Regions from separate parts of the Sorghum bicolor genome. Here region 2 is linked to region 1. The links are chromatin contacts, called in public HiCAR-type maps. All regions are on one chromosome and are shown on one strand. The core of a region is the stretch at or near the end of the contact, and the rest is flanking DNA. Distances in the headings are between cores, read along the strand shown. Region 1 holds the start of LOC8056357 (calcium-dependent protein kinase 20). Region 2 holds the start of LOC8083897 (remorin 4.1).

Evidence for each region. HiCAR-type assays count read pairs that join an accessible place to other places.
Region 2: a contact with region 1 is called in a HiCAR-type map of leaf, with 2.3 times the contacts expected there. The contact joins the promoter of LOC8083897 here to the promoter of LOC8056357 in region 1. A contact is called at or near these places in 1 of 4 Hi-C or Micro-C datasets (leaf mesophyll) and 1 of 1 datasets of contacts at active chromatin or transcription factors (leaf).

The regions. Positions count from the first base shown.
Region 1 is chr2:70,973,369-70,976,309 of Sorghum_bicolor_NCBIv3, forward strand. LOC8056357 (calcium-dependent protein kinase 20) reads right to left here and starts at 1,445. Exons shown (of 8, transcript XM_002463002.2): 1 at 573-1,445; 2 at 109-232. The coding sequence starts at 1,115.
Region 2 is chr2:71,092,496-71,095,510 of Sorghum_bicolor_NCBIv3, forward strand. LOC8083897 (remorin 4.1) reads right to left here and starts at 1,390. Exons shown (of 2, transcript XM_002463007.2): 1 at 483-1,390; 2 at 1-343. The coding sequence starts at 1,229. The coding sequence ends at 149.

The DNA.
Region 1 (2,941 bases), core at 195-2,694:
GATAAGACAGGCCACCACAGTCCAGTGATCATACTGTCAACAAGATGACATCATCGACAATGACTGATGGAGCAAAATGACAAATAGATAAAGGAACATAAACTGCACCTGGAGTGAAAAATACAGACAGGCCAAAATCAATGGCCTTAAGGGCCGCTGATTCTTTCTTGTTCGCAAACAAGAAATTTTCTGGTTTGAGATCCCTGTGCATCACTCCATGCTTATGGCACATCTGACATTGTACAAGACATAACAGATGAACAAGTTAACTCATCTCATCGTTCTGATTATAAACGAGTTAAAGACTGAAGAAATGAAATTACAAACAATCTAATTACAAGATGTTAGCCAAGGAATGATAGTCTAAATTAGTAGCCAGAGTGGACACAGCTAAACATTTACTACTACATAACCTATCGAATCAACTATTGAGAAAGCTATCATATTAGTGATGACTAGAAACTGACCCCACGAGGCATAATGAGAGTAACTGAAACACATATAACGACATTCATTTGTAATTTTGCTGTCCAATAGTAATGATTCTACTATGTATCGAAACAAAATCTCACCTGCACGACCTCGACGATAGTGCGTGTGACCAAGGCGGCAGCGCGCTCAGTGTAGTGTCCCCGCGCCACGATGCGGTCGAAGAGCTCCCCGCCCTCGCAGAGCTCCATGACGAGGTGCACGGCATTGTCATCCTCGTAGGTGTCCCTGAGCGTGACGACGTTGGGGTGCTTGGGGAGGTGGCGCATGATCTCCACCTCCCGGCGCACGTCCTCGATGTCGACGGGGGTGCGGAGCTTCTTCTTGGAGATGGACTTGCAGGCCAGCGCCTCCCCCGAGGCGCGGTCGGTGCAGAGGTAGGTGACACCGAACTCGCCGCGCCCGAGCTCGGCGCCGAGCTCGTACCGCGCCGCGATGTCCCGCCCCGTGGGCTCCCGCAGCACCACCAGCCTGGGCGCGCTCGCCGGCGCCGCGCGGTTGTACTCGATCGAGAAGGGGTTGGGCTTCTTGCCCTTCTTCTGCTTCGGCTCCTTGGGCTCCTTGGACTTCTTCTTGCCGCCGCCGGCGTCGGCGGCTCCTTTCGGCGTCACGCAGCAGTTGCCCATCCCTCCTCCCTAGCCGCCGTGGAGATCCGACAGCCCCGGAGTAGGCGAGTCAAGGAACCGCACGGCCCGCGGAGATCTGTGAGGGGGGAGGAGAAGGGCGGAGATGGAGAGAGCGGCCGAGGAACGAACAGCGCGTGCGCGTTTGGTGTGCGCGTTGTAGGGAAGCGGAGACGGCGAGGCGAGGCGAGGCGAGAGGGGTTAAATCGCGCGGGGGGGATTCGGTGTAGACGGAGTCAGCGGTGGCGGCGTCTGGCCCCCGAGTGGGAACCCGCCAGTGGTAAAGCCAAGCCCAGCAGCGACGGGGCCGCGGAGGGGGGAGGGGAGGCAACGGGGAAGGAAGGTGGGAGACGAGACGAGCGGAGAAGGGGAGGTGGTGGTCAAACACGACCCTCGCTCACGCCTTTTCCCCTTCCTCCCTCGCGTCTTTCTTTTCTTTTTCTCCTCTCGCTGTCATTTTATTTTATCTTCTCGTTCGTAATTTTTTGAAATTCACTTCAATTCAATTTTTGTTCCGATGAATTATCTAAATTCTGCTAGTGACTATAAATATTTAATGGCGTTACGGGAGAAGGAGACTTTGTTGGAAGAGTGAAGAGGACTGGACGAAAAAGGAGGTTAGGTGAGAGGGGATTTAAAATGACATTGCGCAGGATTCGTGCAATCTCGGCCGCCTAATCATAGCGGACAGGTCGACGTTTTGATGGTGGCAAAAGCGTAGCGCTACAGCGTTTTAAGCGGCGAACGGATTTCCTGGCTCAAGTGGGGGGCGTTGCTGCTGTGCTGTGTCCAACGAAACGTGTAGAGGAATCGCCAGATCGAAGAGTGTCTCGTGAGCATTTTATTGTCAAACCAAATAGAAATGCGTCTATCCTGTGGGAAGTTTCTTCACTTGGTTCTTCCAGCTCAAAGCAAAAGGGCGAGACCGCGAGAGTGAGACCAGCTACTTTGACGCTATGACAATAGCATATGTTGTGGGTTGGTTACGCAGGGACTTGCTTAGAACGCAAGAGTTCCTGCAATTCCTCCAAAACTTTTGAGTAGGGTTTTAGAATGGGGTTGTTTGATAGATATTTCTGGATGATCGTGTTGGACTTCAGAGATTCTGATTTAGCTTTCATATGATCTTCGTGGTCATGTTTTTTCCCCTTTGCCATTCAAGATGCCTTAACCATTTTTCATTTCATCCATTAATTACAATTCACACACCGCGTTCCACTTTGAGTAAACCCCAACTTAATGGTACCTTGTGTGTTAGGCACCCGTTCAGCAGCCATAAACGCGACTTGAACGCCGTCAGCATGGCAGGGATTAAGCCCGGACCTGCCCCTACTTTCCTCCTGCTCATCGGATATCACCGCACTGCCCGTGTCAGTAGCAGTGTGCGTGGTACTGCTGTCCTCCCGTTTCGCCGTAAGCGGCCCGTTCGTCAGCACCCGCCGGAGGTCGCACGCACACGCACACGCACACCGCCCGCGGTCGCGGACTCGCGGCAAGCAAAGCTAGCGATCGCCGATCACGGGTCGGCGTCGACGGGAACCAGGCATTGATGTCCCGGCGTCTCGTCGACCCGTCGCGAGGCGCGGGGCCGTGCGAGCGGGACTGCTGCCCGGCCGTAAAAGCGCCGATGGCAGCGGGAACCACCGGGAAAGGGACGCCACGGCCCGCCCGTTCACACCTCACCGTCTCGCTACGTCCGTGAGTGAGCCGGCGCGGATCGTGTCGTGCGACACGGACGCCGTACGTGGACGTGGCATTTCTGTTTTGGCGGGGCGATTTTTGCCGTGGCACTGCATATGCAGGCAGCGCCCGCACACATCGGCGCCGTC
Region 2 (3,015 bases), core at 140-2,639, 120 kb after region 1:
GTCAGATCCCGGTGTAGTGAAGCGGTGAACGATCCATTCCCAACGAACAACTGAACTGTACCGGCGGCGACGAGCAGAGCAGGCGGGGGCAGAGGAAATTGCTGAAGAAGAGGGGAGGCCGGTGGCCGCCGTTGTGGGGGGAGTGAGTTCAGAAGAAGGAGCGCTTGGTGGATGGCGCCCTCCCCACGGCCCTCATGAAGTTGGCGAGCTCCAGCACCCGCGCCACCTTGGTGCCCCGCTTGGCCTCCGCCGACGCGCGCTTCTCCTCCGCCTTCCGCCGCGCCTTGGCCACCTCGTTCTGCGCCTTCTCCATCGCCTTGGCACGCTTCTCCTCCAGCTTCCTCTGCACATGCCATACCATACAAATACATGCATTTCTATCAGAACTGAACAATTCAGATACTTGATCGATTGGGGGGATTTGCTGGTTTTGTAGGAGAGTATATGTTGGTCAGTGAAGCTATTATAGATCGATGGATTACCTCGTATTTCTTGAGCCAGGCGCTGGCCTTCTCGACCTGGTCGCCCTCCCAGCCGTTGATGACGACCTCCTCGCGCTTGAAGCGGTTGTTGACCTTGGCCACCTCGGCGATCTGCCACGCGGCGATCTTGGACTCCACCTCCTCCTTCTTGACCTGCCCCACGGACATCCCACCTTCGCCGTTGCTGTTGCCGTGGCCATGGCCGTGGCCGTTGGCGGCCATCAGCGCGACGTCGGCGCCTCCAGGGGTGGGCGGGCCCCGGCGCGGCGACGGGATGGGGTTGCTGTCGGGCACGATGGCCAGCGGGTTGGTCTCCTCCAGCTCCTCCTCGGCCTCCCCGATCCTGCTCCTGCCCATGGCGTCCACGACGTCCCTGTCGACGACGTCACCGTTGGAGTTGGCGCTGGCTGCGGCGTTGGCTGCGGCGGCGACCATGGCCGAGAACTCCCTGCTCATAGTCGGGAAGGGCTCGCTGGGTGCGGTGTCGCTCCCGACGGAGCGGATGGACGTGTGCCTGCTCCCGCCCGCGGCTGACCCCCACGACGCCCGGAGGCGGTACGACGACGGCTGGCTCGGCGTCGGCGGCGGGCTCAGCGCGTGGATGTCCCTGAACTCCTCCTCCTCCTCCTCGTTCTCCCCCACCGGCTGCAACCGCCTGTCCTCGACGATCCTCTCCTGATGCTCGACGCTGCCGCTGCCGCTGCCGCTGCTGCTGCTAGTGCTAGCCGCCGTCTGTTCACCCAACATGTGGCACACTGCTTCCTCCTCCTCAACGCTAAGCCTCTAGCGGCCGCGAAACCATCTGCGGCTCGTCGGAGATCGAATGCTTTGGGTGGACTCCGGTGGTGGTGTGTGGTGAGTAGGATGGTGGCGGGGGACGCCTTCTTAAATAGAAGCCGGAGCTTGGGAGGCGGTGGCAGCGGGGAGAGTCGAACCAACACAGGAACAGGACCGTTGGCCGTCCTGGATATTTCCCAAATTTACGTCCATTTCTCGCGGCTTTTTTCGTGACCTTCGTCTCGCTTTCTCAATCGGCACCGGGAGCAGATTTGATGTTTATTTTGAGATCAGAAAAGCTAGTATTCCTTATTTTTGTGAGGGGCACGGGTCGCGTGGGCAAAGTGCGCTGACTCACACCACCGATCTCTTCCTCCCCTACTAATTCCAGTGGATTTCATTATCGTCGTCCCTCGGTTTGTTTACGAGCTTTTGGGTGTTGGATACGCTTGCGCGCACGTCGAGTTGTTTTCGTTATCGATATGCAATGGGTAGGTATCATTGGCGAACATTCCAGTGACGGTGCTTCCGGTAGCGGCGGTGCGTAGATATGAGTAGCGTGTGTGTGATCATATCCGAGCAAATTGAGACGTAACTGAATTATTAAGCCACTCTGCGATGATTTTGTGTTTGACCGAATTTCGGTTAATTTTTAACCACTCGCCGCAAGAGCAAGGTTTTTAATTTGTGGCACACGCATGAAAGCTCCACAGCCTCTCATCGGTAAGGAACAAGGAGCAGCCGCACAGCCGAAACCATCCGTTACCACATACGTACTACAGTGATATGATTTCAGATAAACTGGGGAGGGTAATTTTTGTGACGCCTCCTTTTTACAGCTCCTATTCACGTACCAGCCGGATAGAAAAGGAAGAAAGAAAGAGATATTCCGTTATTATGGGGATTAGAGACGTGGTCGGCCGTGGTAACACACGTCACCGTCACACGATCAAAGTGGCTTTGCCTATGGCGGAAATTGACCGCATGTATGCACTGACCGGTGAAACAATGACGGACGCAGAGGCGGTGCGGAATTAGCGTTAACCCCGCGTGGGCCCGGACCCTCCGATAGCTCTGCTTCCTGTTTCACCGATAATAAATGACACCCATTACTGTTTAATTGAATAACCCGGTACAGTACCGGTAGGCGCAGACAAGGCGTGGGCCCTGCCAATATCGGGGGAGGGAGATACGTCTGGTGGAAGCATCTTTTGCGAATGGAAAATTGAGGTGGAGTAGTAGTTGGCTGTCAGTCAGAAGAGCAAACGAAACGAACAAACCCGTCAGTCAGGTGTGGGAGGCGTCGTTGAGACCTGAGAGAGAGAGAGAGAGAGGCAGAGGCCTTGTTTAGTTTCGAAAACTGAAAAGTTTTCGAAACAGTAGTACTTTCGTTTGTTTATGGTAAATATTGTCCAATCATAGACTAACTGGAGTCAAAATTCGTCTCGTGATTTACAGTTAAACTGTGTGATTAGTTTTTGTTTTCGTCTATATTTAATGCTTCATGCATGTGTCGCAAGATTCGATGTGACAGAGAATCTTGAAAACTTTTTGGATTTCGGGGTGAACTAAGGCCTTGTTTAGATGCAAAAAGTTTTTGGATTTTGACACTGTAGCATTTTCGTTTTTATTTGACAAACATTGTCTAATCATGGAGTAACTAGGCTTAAAAGATTCGTCTCGTGATTTACAGATAAACTGTGCAATTAGTTATTCTTTTTATCTATATTTAATACTTTATGCATGTGCCGCAAGA